Regions from separate parts of the Zea mays genome. Here regions 1 and 2 are each linked to region 3. The links are chromatin contacts, called in public Hi-C maps. All regions are on one chromosome and are shown on one strand. Each heading gives the region's core, a stretch centred on a gene start, on an enhancer-like site or on the middle of the called end of the contact. The rest is flanking DNA. Distances are from core to core; before and after follow the strand shown. Region 1 holds the start of LOC100280638 (carbonic anhydrase). Region 2 holds the start of LOC103653290 (junctophilin-4-like). Region 3 holds the start of LOC100277653.

Region 1 (4,194 bases), core at 1,220-3,719, 460 kb after region 3:
TGGACCGAGTGTTCCACCACTGCAGTTTTTCTCTTTCAGATTCATCAAAACACTTGTTCGTCGTTCCACCAACCGCGGAATCACGCATTTTTGTCGTCTCTCTGGCCAACGGTAACTCGTCACACTTGCCGTTGTCTTCACCGTTCATACACGGATCACCAGACATGCATGAACGAGAATGGGCCGGCGCACTGGACAATGGACATGGTCCGAAAAGCACAGCTGAGCTGCGCATGGCGCGGGCCCGCGTGGTCGTCAGGTTTCGTTGCGCGGTGTCTGTCCTGTTCCTGTCCTTGTTTCGTGCATCTTGCTGTCCTTGGCTTTGCTACAGCAAGCCTACAGCTAGCTGCTGGTTAAAGGGCTGCGGCGGACAGAAGAGGAATCGATAATTGAAACTTTTGGGCTTAATTTATGGTTAGTATCATTCTTTGATTTGACTGACATACTACTTGTGAAACATTTCTTGACACAAATCTAGCTGGCTGAAGAATATATATAGGCTTATACTGTACACATGTGACTCGTCCTGCTAAACGACAATCAAATCATAGTATTTTTTTTAACAAAAGACCGTGCCAGTTAGATAGGTCATGTTTGAGTGCCAACTACTCAACAACAATAATCAAATCGATCGAGCCACATGCGCATCGACATGTTCTCTTTTCCTTTTTTTTTTGTTCTTCTTCTGAAGAGTGGACCTGAAGGTGATCCTCGTCTGTTTATTTCGTCCTATAACATAGATGGAAAGAATTATAAAACAAAACCGTAACCATATACAGCAGACACCTCTCCCCAACACTGAACCGCGTCAGCTAGCTCGTGCATCACTACTGATCGATACCAACTACGCGCGCTGCTGGACTGTGCAACCTATACCATAGCTAGTACTAGTAGTGCTTGTGTGGCTTTGGGCGGAAGATGCTGATGTCCCTGTCGTTGACGTCCTGAACCGGCCTCGCGTTCTTCTCCATGCCCTGAAGCAGGTAAACACACGCGAGACAAAAAATAAATAAAAATCAGGCTGAGAAAAAACAAACAAACTAAAACCAGCTTTCCTGGCGCCTTCCATTCCATCCAGAATGCTGGTCAAACACATTTGGGACTAAGAAGCAAGCGACGTCATGAACTTACGTCGTGCACGGCTTCCCTGAGCAGCTCCAGCTGGTGCCTGGACACGGTGCGGACCTGCATGCGCGAAATTAAAGTACACTCAGCAACCTCAGCCAAAAAAAAAAATGCTACAAAATCTACCAGACATGTTGGCTCGTTTTAAAACACGGTTGTTCGGACGTCAGCGCTATAGTCACGACTCACGATCGATCGAATGATGCCGTTTGGTTGGAATTCGGGGAAGAAAATTGCGCAGCGGGGCCACGGCCACTAACCCTCTTGACGACGGTCCAGATGACCCCCTCGGTGCAGGGCGGCGTGGTGAGGGAGCCCACGTAGCGGTAGTAGACGCTGGCCCTGCCGCGCGCGCGCCGGGGGTCCACCACGCCGATGGCCTCCTCCCGGTCCTGCCTGTCGGCGATCCGGTGGATGGACGGCTCCAGCGCTTGCAGGAACGGGTCCTCGGCGCCGATCTCGTAGAGCATGCCGATCACCGCCGCCTTGTTCGCCGAGCTCTCGTGCACCAGGTGCAGCTCCATGTCGTACCTGCGAGCGAGCGAGCATCTCGATCGGACCAGTCGTTACTTACCACTCCTATCTATTACCAACATGCTACATAATTCGATCGACGATCTATAAAAAGCAAGCAGTAATGAGGAATTACGCGGTCCACACGTACGCACGTCGAGTCTTTATTATATTATTGGCTCTCAACGACGACGACGAGACCAGCAGACCACCATTCATTCGTTCTCACCTGCGGCCGTCGACGGTGTGCTCGGTGGGCGAGTGCCAGTGCATCTGCTTCAGGTAGTACGCCGTGCCGTTGATCACCAGGAAGCCGGCGTCGCCCTTGAACCTCACCTGCAACCAAACAGTCAGCTGGCACTAGCCACGCCACGCACCAATGCTTCCCACCATGATGCACCACCAGCTAGCGAACCCCCCTCCCCCCCTTGCCGTCGCGTCACGTACCATGATGTCGTGGCCGCGGTTGGCGATGGCGGCCTCGGCGGGGCGGTAGGAGTGGGTGAGGTAGCCGAGGGACCGCACCAGCGAGACGCGCTCGTGGGAGAGGTCGATGGGGGACTGCATCCGCCCGGCGCTGCAGTTGCCCCACTCCGCCTTGATGCTGCCCCAGTGCTCCGGCCCGTTCTCGTCGCCGACGACGTAGCTGAACTCCTCCTCGTGCTCGGTTTCTTCCTGGGCTCTGGCGGCCGGGACGGCAACGGAGAGCAGGAAGGCCGCCGCGAGGAGCCGCGCGGCGGTGAGGCCGCGGAGGTGACCCATACCCTTCTGTAGCCTCTCCGCTTGCGGGCTCTGCTTTGCCTTTTTGGAAGCTGAACTGGTTTGGGATGAAGTGCCCCCCCGCACCGAGTCCGAGTATATAAAAGGCCGTCGTCTCGTCAGTGTGTTAATGCCAAAACACACTCATATTGTTTTTAAAAAAGAAACTTTTATTCTTATAAAACTCCATACTTTTACGATCGAGTCTCTTTCCATCATACAGTATGGTATTATTATATTTAATGTCTATAACATTTTGATATTAAAATCGGTTTAATAGAGGATGGTGTGGGCCAGGCATGCAGCCAGGACTACGATTCATGCCTCAGAACCAAACAACAAATTCTTGTAACCAAATCTTGGTGTAATAAAATATATGCAACATCGATGAACAACAAGCAAAAGTGAAAACAGACCGACAGGTCGAAAACCCCGTGCAAATAAAAAAAAGCTTTGTTGTGCTAACATGGTACATGTCGGAGGCTTCGTTAAAAAACAAAACAAAACATGGCCTTTAAAATTCTAAAGCTAACACACTATATGCATTTTATCATTCGTTCACAAGGCCATATTGATCAATATCTTCACATCAAGCCTCATCATATCGACATCTTCATACCAAGACCTTCACACAAAACCTTGTCGACACCTTCAAATAAAGCACTTCATATGGACCCTAATTGACATCTTTACGTGGAGCCTCGTCGATATCATTTTGGGTCCTTACAAGTGGACCCATACACTCGGGAGCAGGTGGGAGACATGATGCACGACAAAAACATTAGGTAGGAAACCGTAACATCTTGTTATGTGTGCCGCTGTGGCTATAGGGCGAGGGTATTTATAGGGTAACCAGGGGTAGGAAAACTTAGGTAAATTGTGCCACTGGCTAACAACTACATCCGAGAAATATATTGTGCAACGGGGTTAATTATAGGGTGTTGGGGGTCTTCTTCTCCGCCGATGGTCCTCAAGACAAAGGCATCATTGGCAAAGTAATTTTGAGGACTCTCTCTGTCGAAGGTCCTCGAGACAAAGATACCGTCTGAAAGCTACAATGATGAATACCGAAGCTACCACCGAAGGACGACAGCTTTGGCTTAAAACAATGCCAAAGATCAAATATGGAGCCGAGCCGAAGAGGAAAAGACTAGCTAGTCCCTAATGATTTATGTTACAGTTATGAATAAATGTTAAGGTCATAAATGTATTTTTACCCGGGCTGTGTCCCGTGTTTATAAATAGGTGAACAGTACCCTCATACTGTTCACGCTGAATTGTAATCGCTCTCGCATCAACACCTTCAAACAAACCGAAAGTATCATGTAATGTAGATTATGTTAATGTTCATGTATACATTATGAAATACTTATGTTTATAAGCCGATGGATTACATTCATTATCTCTATGTACTATTATTCTTATGAATGATGAAGGTATGTCCTTCATGACCTTCGTCTAAAGATCATTATATCCAAGAGCAGATAATGCTTTGAATGACGAAGGTCCTCGACTTTTAACAATTGTGTTGCCTTGTTCTTGATTCACATCATTTGAGAACAAATGACCAACATTGGTGCCCACCTCTGGTGAACTCACTTCCACAACCACGACAATGGCTTCGCAAGGCGACCAAGCTGTGACACCTTCGGCTACGAAGCTGGTGCTCTCAATCACAGGCGGCTCAAGTTCTGAACCAGCCAATAAGAAGCAGAAGAAGGAAGCACATAGAAGGGTACAACATGTTAGAGTGCAGGGACCCTTCATTAAGTCCAAGTGGTCTCATATACCGATCAC
Region 2 (4,100 bases), core at 493-2,992, 340 kb after region 3:
GGCTGCTTCATCAATCTTTTTCTGGAGCTCAGTCAGCCAAAGCATCTTCTCCCTTCTTCTCTCCACTTGTTGATGAATAGCTTCTAGATCCCTAATTTCTTGGTCCAACTCTTCTTCCTGTGGTGTTGGGCTAATAGTTTTCCTTTTCTAGCTTTGGACCTCCCTTAGAAGGAGTCCATCTTGATTGGTGCCCAGTGGTGCAAGGGCAGCCCCTAGCACTGCTGTCTTCGGTGGCATGACGAAGGTAGTTGTTCGAGTTTTTCTTGACGAAGGTGGTCGTTTGAGTTCACCAGAGGTGGGCGCCAATGTTGGCCACTTATTTTCGATTGTTATGAATCAAGAATAAGGCAACACATTTGTTAAACGTTAAGGACCTTCGTCCTTCGAAGCATTATTCCCCTTCGGGTATAATGAAGCTTGGACGAAGGTTTTGAAGAACATGTCTTCATCAATCATAGATATAAAAACATAGTTACCAATGCAATATCATGCAACATATTCATTTTACTGAATGTATTAATAATATCAAAGTTCATATTACATTGGTACCTTCGGCTTGTTTGAAGGCAATGACGTGAATGCAATTACAATCCAGCGTGAATAGTACGAGAGTACTGTTCATCTATTTATAGGCAATCGTACAGCTTCATACGATATTACATACATACCCTCAAAAATTACATACAAGGTTTACAAATGACATGAGGACAGTACTGTCATTTGCACTTAACAGCTTGAACAACACCTTCTTCTTACGTCTCCTACCTGCTTCATCTTGATGAAGCTTGCTCCGTCGTACTTCCATCGATCTATATCGAAGCTTTTCTGGTGACGAAGCTCCTATAATACTTAATAATATGCTAAAAACAAATGGTTAAGCGTGTTTTTGAGGATCTTCGGAAGACGAAGGCCCCCAACAAGTTCTAATCTTTTCACTTACATGGTTCACATTCGGTTTGCCTTCTGAAACCGAGTGTGACATAAGTGGGGGTCTGCACCCGCCCATGAGGTCCGGACCATTGGTGTTATTCCTGAGCTTTTCCCCTCCCAGGACATGTGGCAACATAGGACCTGCTCCTGAGCCGGGAGCAGGTCCAGAGGCCAACGACCCTATCAAACGTGTGCGGTCCCGTGGGCCCGGCTGCTCAGTTCCTTAGTGTGCGGTAACCACATAGGTCTCTATCTTGACACAGTACAAGTGGGTACCCCAGTTACGGGGTACCGACAAAATCAAACTCCCTCTAAGAGCAAGGTTAATAGAAGAACCAACTGAAGGCTCCATACTCTTGCCACATCATGAAGAGCCAATAATAAAACTAATACATATAGCAAGCTTATTCTCATCTAATTTGATTAAATTAAGCTGAAGATATTCAATGTTTGACATAGGAATCATTTGGATTGACTGGAAAAAGAAAGAGCCAACCTTAACTCCCGCAGCAGGATGCAAGGAGACTCTTTCTCATGGTAGAATGCGCTGGAGGGAGACTGCCACCTAGGTTTTGATGACATGAAGTTGTTTAGAGCCCGCTTAGTCAGCCTTATTATACTTTTTCTAAGGTCTTTGTTTAGATACTCTTTTATTCACTTTAATTTATATGTATTGAGGGAATGAGTGTATTAAAAAAATCTAATAAGATCGTGTCGAGTAGTCTATCTATATATATTCATTAAAATATTATTTTATAATATAGATTATAAATATAAGTTTGAATATAGTTACAGAGACGAGAGAGCGACGGTGTGATTCCCCGCCTATCGGGTCGAGATCGGGAGGCGGCGCGGGGATCACATCTCGCCGCGGCGGTTCGCGCTGCCAGCGAGTTCATTCAGCCCGCGAAGGGAAGGAAGCTGCCCATCGCCGTCCGGTGGTTATAAAACTCACCTCTCCGGCCCCCCTTCCTCTCTTCCTTCTCTTGCACTACCCAACCACTCCCTCCGCGTCGATCGATCCGTACCGCCTGGGAGGCAGCTCGACGTTCAACGAAAGAGAGTGAGAGCACGGTTCGTCGCGGGGGAAGCAGAGCAGGAGAGGAGCTGACGCGGCGGCGGGGGCGAGAGTCGGCGGGGAGGCATGGACGGGCACGGCGGCGGAGCCGGTAAGCTGACGAGGACGCCGTCGTCGCTACTCCGGTCGCCTACCATGCGCGCGGGTCCCGGCACCGCATCGTTCCACGCGCTCGACGACCCGGAACCCGACGACAAGAAGGCGCAGGCGCCACTGGGCAAGCCTCGGGCGCTGCTCCGCCGGGCCCACCACCGGTTCCGCCCCGGCCCGGCCCAGTCCGCGCTCCTCCTCCTCCTCCCGGTCCTCGCGCTCGCCGCGCTGCTCATGCGCGGGGGCGACGGCGGCCACCACCTCGCCCTCCTGGCGGCCGCGGCGGGGTTCGCCCTCGCCGCCGCGGCCGCCGTCGCGCGGCTCCGCGGCGCTCGCCCGCGCTCCCCGGCGCTCGAGGCCTCCGTGCGGTGGTTCATCGGCGAAGATGACGACGAGGAGCAGCGGGACTGGAAGCGGAGGGCGGGGCTCGGGCTGGGGCTGGGACTGGGGCGCCGCGCGGAGGTGCGGGAGGGCGTCGAGTTCTACAGCAACGGGGACCGCTACGAGGGGGAGTTCCACGGGGGCCGCTGCAGCGGCAGCGGCGTGTACAGCTTCTTCGGGAAGGGCAAGTACGAGGGCGACTGGGTGGACGGCAAGTACGACGGCCACGGCGTCGAGAGCTGGGCGCGCGGCAGCCGGTACCGCGGCCAGTACCGGCAGGGCCTTCGCCACGGCCACGGCGTCTACCGATTCTACAGCGGCGACGACTACGCCGGCGAGTGGGCCGGCGGCCAGAGTCACGGTATCGGCGCCCAGACCTGCTCCGACGGCAGCACGTACGCCGGCGAGTTCAAGTGCGGCGTCAAGCACGGCCTCGGCTGCTACCATTTCAGGTGAACACCGTGAAGCACGGCCTCGCCTGCGCTACCATTTCAGGTGAACACCGTAACATCGGTTGCAGAACAAAATCCTCTGCAGGAACGGCGATCTGTACGCGGGGGAGTACTTCGCAGACAAGATCCAGGGTTTCGGTGCGTACAGATTCGCCAATGGACACAGCTACGAGGGATCTTGGCACGAAGGAAAGAAACAGGGGTTCGGGATGTACGTATTTGGGAGTGGGGATGAACGAGCCGGGGAGTGGGATTCTGGAATTCTGAAGAGCTCCTTGCCTCTGTCAGACCCAGCTGTTCAGCGTGCCCTGCAGGTATTCAACAATTCCCAACATTTATAATTGATACGCCGCCTCCATGCTTCAGTTGCTCAAATTCTCTCATTGTGCAACTAGGCTGCTCGAAGGGCTGCAGACAGCGCCTTTCACCTCCCAAGAGTACAAGAGCAGGTGAACAAGGCCGTCATGGCTGCAAACAGAGCGGCTACAGCTGCCCGTGTCGCTGCGATCAAGGCAGTGCAGAACAGGATAGATGGCAAGCTCTGTTTCATCGATGTGTGAATTGGGTTCAAGAATTGTGCCCTTCACCTGTTAACAGGATAGACTAGCCAAGAGCGGCAGTGACTAGCTGCTGAGTTTCGCGACCGGAGCAGCACAACCGCATGCTCCGTGTTGGTTGGAGAGACCAGTACGGTTGGCGGCAGCCACCAATGGGCTGAACTGCTGCTGTTTTCTTGAAGTGGTTCACCTCGTGCTGGATCGCTGAGAGCAAGTTCACCCTATTCCTCTTCCTCCTTGTGCAGACTGCTCCATAGTCCATGTCTCCACTCCATCCATGTGTATCAATGGTGGTCGGTGGAGATGATCTGTCAGTGCTTTTCTGTTTTCTGCATCGCCCTGTACTGTATGTGCATTGTACATGCACTGTGTTATCTTGCTCGGATCAGATGTTCCGACGGCAAATCTTGCCGGTTTGAACTTGTGGCGCCACGTGCAGGGATTCTCCATTCGTAATCGTACTTGAGCGTGCACATGGGTGTTTACCAGCCAATAATCCCTCGCTGCCATATCATGCAGCCTCTTATCTGCTGTTCCATCCACTGCACCTGGGCTACCTACCTCTCTACCTGCACCTTCTCGGACATTTCCATTCTCTCCGCAGATTATGGC
Region 3 (4,165 bases), core at 526-3,025:
TGAACAACAAAACAAACTATAAATTATCCAATAAACTGCCACAAGTAAACGGCATTGGGTAAAAAAAACTGCCTTGATTTAGTGCTAACTCATTCAAGAATGGCAAATGCAGCAACACCTCTACTCTATGCACACTCTCCCACTGTTCATGTAAGCGAACTTGCAAATCTCCGCAAAAAAATCATCAGCGGCACCGTGGCAATTCTTCATCTGCGAGATCCTAATGACCATCCTTCTTAGCCTCACGCTGTACCTGACAAGGGACTCGAGGGTGTCCAGCTTCTGCTCAGCATTCAGGGGTGACCGCACGGTGACCAGCACGTGCTCCAAGAAAGGAATCACGAACCTTGAATCCAACTGCATTGACGAAACGAAGTTAGCTAGGCCATACACCAGCTACAAGTTCAAAAGATAAATATTGCTAACATAGATGTGGTATGGTATGGCATGGCTTACCTTCTTCAGGCTGTTCTTCTGACACAGCGCCGCGAACATGGCGCCGTGGATCTCGAACTTGTGAAGCTTCGGGTGGCTGTTGAAGAATTCCACGAGGTCGAGCTCCGGGAATGGCTGCAGCGTGTCATAATCACCACAGAACTCAACCTTCATCACCAGGTGCTTCACCTCGCCAGCGCACTGCAGCACCGAGCTGATGGCGCCCCAGCTCCACTGGACGCCGCGCAGCGAGAGATGGTCCAACTCCGGGAGCTTCCCCATCTCCACATGATACACACTACCTAAAATATCCAATTTTTGAATAGTAACTATCAGGCAATGTGATACGGACCAAAATCTGTTTCTGCGGGGGGACGCAAAGAGACCTGCGGACCGTACCAGTGTTCTTGGAGATTGTGAGATGTTTGAGACGGTTGCCACCTTGCAGATAGATCAATGAGAAGCCCTGGACCTCAAGGGACGAGACGCGCGGCGCGGCAAACCTGAGAGAAGTGTTGCCGGAGCCGACGAAATCGAGCCGGCACCGCTCGAGATGGGCGAGCGAGATGACTGCCTCTCCGGCGCACTCGCACCCGAGCAGCGCGAGATCGGTGAGATTGGGACAGGCGGCGACGGCGCCGTTGACCGCGGCGTCTTCCAGCACGGCGCCGACGACCTCCAGCACGCGGAGCCGCTCCATCTGGCCCCACGCGGGCGCGCGCGTCATCCTGAGCGCCCACAGCCTGAGCTCCTCGAGGCTCGTGGCCACCCCGATGGAGTCCAGGTGGCCCGACTTGTCGTCGGCGGCGGATTCCACGCGCAGCTCGAGCACGCGCAGCGTGGCGGCCCGCGCCGCGAGCCAGTGCGGGAGCAGGGACGCGGAGAAGGGGCAGTACACTACGAGCTCCTCGAGGCGCGCGGCGGCATCGACCATCCGACCGATGACATCGTCGGCCGCGGCCACGGCTGACGCCGGTCCGACGCCGACGGACTCAAAGGCGCCACGCGGGAAATAGAGCGACGGAAGGAAGGGCATGCAGTCGCGCCAGCAGCGGGCGACGGCGGCGCAGGCGGCCACGTCACGGGCGTTGCTGAGCTGCGAGAGTATGTGCTGCACGACGCCATCCGGGAGTGCGTCCATACCGCCGTCGCACCGCACGCGTATCTCTGGAGACTTGCCGGAGCGGCGAGTGGCGGCCGAGAATGGGGGTTGGTGTGCGTGGATTGGATGAGTCAGGGAAGCGTGCGCGATTCGTTTGATGCTCGAACGGAGATGGGGTTCAAAATTTAAAAGGAGCGAGGGGAGGAGCCCTGGCCGCGCGGCGTGGGTGGTTTTGGATTTCCAAATTATGGCGACCACTGCCGAAGGGATTCCGGGGGATTTCTCTGGGCATGTGAAATTCGAATTTCGAAACATTGGAATGGTGGGGAGGTTTCGTCCTTCCCTTTTCGAGTTGGCGCGTGCCGCTTGGCGGCGCGGGGCGCGTGCGCATTGTTTTACACCGCCCCGCGGGCAGGGTGGCGTTGAGACGGCAATGGGTCCAAAGGCCTGTTTGGACCCTAACCTCTGGCGCCACACCTCACCTAAGCTGCGGCGGTCGATTCGGCCGCCACAGCTGCGGCACGCCAAGTGTGGCGCGGTGTGGGATCGGCGGTGGTGATCCAAACAGGCCCTAAATGTTCGATTCCTAGCGAGAAATTCTTCTATTTTGGGATGAAAATAAGGAAGTTTATGTCTCATGGAGATATAATTGGAAAAAAATCTTCTCTGATAGTAAACAGGGATTTTTCTCATGTTCTCTGTCAGGACCCGTTAAACTTATATGTCTAGATATTTTTGTTAATAGTCAGGGCTAGTTTGAGAAGTCCAATTTTTTAAGGTAAAATAAATTACTTTTCCTCGAAAAAATAAAAATCCCTTAGAAAATGGTTCCCAAACTAGCTCTTAATGAGGAAAAATAAATAATTATATTATCAAAAGATTATTTGTTGTACAAATGTGTTAATTTTGATGTATACATAATATTTTTTTTACATATAACAATGTGTATAAGTGACAATGTTTTACATTGATAACAAAGTACGTTCTAATTATAATTTAAGCGGGGCGGGGATCTCGTCGGAGATTTTTTCCCACGGGGAACGGGATGGGGAAGAAATGTCATCCGCAAGCGTTCGTGAGGATCTCCGCATGAAAAAAAGAATCGTTGGAGGATGGGGATGGGAGCTATTCCCCGACTGGGAATTCCTTGTTGAGGGTTGTGGAGGATGGGTATCGCTGTGTGGCCACGACCCACTATGATTCGTGGGCTGAACGACTGGGCTTCACAAGCTATCAGTCGAGCGCGACTAGACGCAGGTATTGTAGACTTGTTCTCAAATGGTATAAATCAAGAACAAGGCAACACAATTATTAATAGTTAAAGACCTTCGTCCTTCAAAGCATTATTTCCTTTCGGATATAATAAACTTCAGACGAAGGTCGTGGAGGACATACCTTCCTCATTTCAGCATATAAATGTAAACGTAAATGAGAAAATAAAGGAACACAAAGGAATAAAGATAATCATGATTATGTATCAATAATCTATTTATTTTTGTATTCTATAAATACGAACGAACATCAATAATATTCACATTACATTGGTACCTTCGGTTTGCCAAAAGGTGAGGGTGCGAGAATGACGTGAGAGAGATTACAACCCAGCGTGAACAGTACGGTGTTACTGTTCATTTATTTATAAGCACGGGACGCAACCCGGACAAGATTACATTCATGCCCCTGACATCTACTCTTAATCATAATGCAAGTTATCAAGGACTAAGTAGTCTTTTCCCCCTTAGGTCAATTTCGTCCTTCATCTTTGCTAACATAACAAGACGAAGCTCCTTTAGCCATAGTTTCGCGTCCATCCATGTCACCTTCGGGTTGTATCTTCATATCGCACACGCCTTTACCATGAGAAAAACTTCATCCCAAAGTTGAAGCCTCCTGTAACAGTGTATGTCATACTGAACACATATGGTTAGTCACGTTTTTAGGACCTTCGGAAGGGGAAGGCCCCCAACAGTGACCCCTCGCAGTATTAATTTGTTTCTGTGTAACAAATTTAGACTTCGATGTGAATGAAGGCCTTTAGCCGAAGGTCCGAAAAACACCTTCCCTTCGCTAGAATAGCGAAAGACACTGACATATAGGACCCACCAAATCGTGAGGCGCTACGCATATAAATAGGGACTCGCATTGAGAGCATTTACTGCGCCATTTTAGCTGCTTACACTGTGTTCGTCATTCTAAATTTTCTTGCTCTTCCGGGTTTTGATTGAATTTTAAGCTTCGGCATGTCAACAAGACTTGATGGCTGACGAGAAGAAGACTGACGACCCAGCTCTTTTCGAGTTTTACAAAGCTATGGAAGAGACCAACGCAGAAAAGATTGCTCGTGAGACACTTGCTGGAATATCTGAAAGTTTCAGTGACAATGAAGATTTTGACATAGAGAGTGGGAATGAAGGTGCCGAAGATCGACCCTGGCGACCGAGTCATACTATCTTCGGGAGATCAACCATCAAACAAAGTCAAATTGATGCAATGAAGGGAAGGTACTTCCGTGATATTTCTATTGTGAGGGCTAGGGAGATAGCAATGCCCCTTTGCCCGAAGCTGACGAAGTAGTCATTTACAGAAGCTTCATGAAAGCGGGACTTCGGTTCCCTTTAGATAAATTGT

The links. Hi-C and Micro-C count contacts between places; a contact is called where the count stands out from the background.
Region 1: a Hi-C map of tassel shows a contact between it and region 3, with 2.2 times the contacts expected there. The contact joins the promoter of LOC100280638 here to the promoter of LOC100277653 in region 3. A contact is called at or near these places in 3 of 25 Hi-C or Micro-C datasets (ear, leaf and tassel).
Region 2: a contact with region 3 is called in a Hi-C map of bundle sheath, with 3 times the contacts expected there. The contact joins the promoter of LOC103653290 here to the promoter of LOC100277653 in region 3. A contact is called at or near these places in 3 of 25 Hi-C or Micro-C datasets (bundle sheath, ear and tassel).

The regions. Positions count from the first base shown.
Region 1 is chr4:59,561,163-59,565,356 of Zm-B73-REFERENCE-NAM-5.0, forward strand. LOC100280638 (carbonic anhydrase) reads right to left here and starts at 2,470. Exons shown (of 5, transcript NM_001371673.1): 1 at 2,086-2,470; 2 at 1,868-1,974; 3 at 1,386-1,656; 4 at 1,132-1,185; 5 at 621-974. The coding sequence starts at 2,400. The coding sequence ends at 888.
Region 2 is chr4:59,439,056-59,443,155 of Zm-B73-REFERENCE-NAM-5.0, forward strand. LOC103653290 (junctophilin-4-like) reads left to right here and starts at 1,743. Exons shown (of 3, transcript NM_001323537.1): 1 at 1,743-2,931; 2 at 3,017-3,245; 3 at 3,327-3,668. The coding sequence starts at 2,075. The coding sequence ends at 3,491.
Region 3 is chr4:59,098,647-59,102,811 of Zm-B73-REFERENCE-NAM-5.0, forward strand. LOC100277653 reads right to left here and starts at 1,776. Exons shown (of 3, transcript NM_001151162.2): 1 at 835-1,776; 2 at 457-737; 3 at 1-357. The coding sequence starts at 1,576. The coding sequence ends at 121.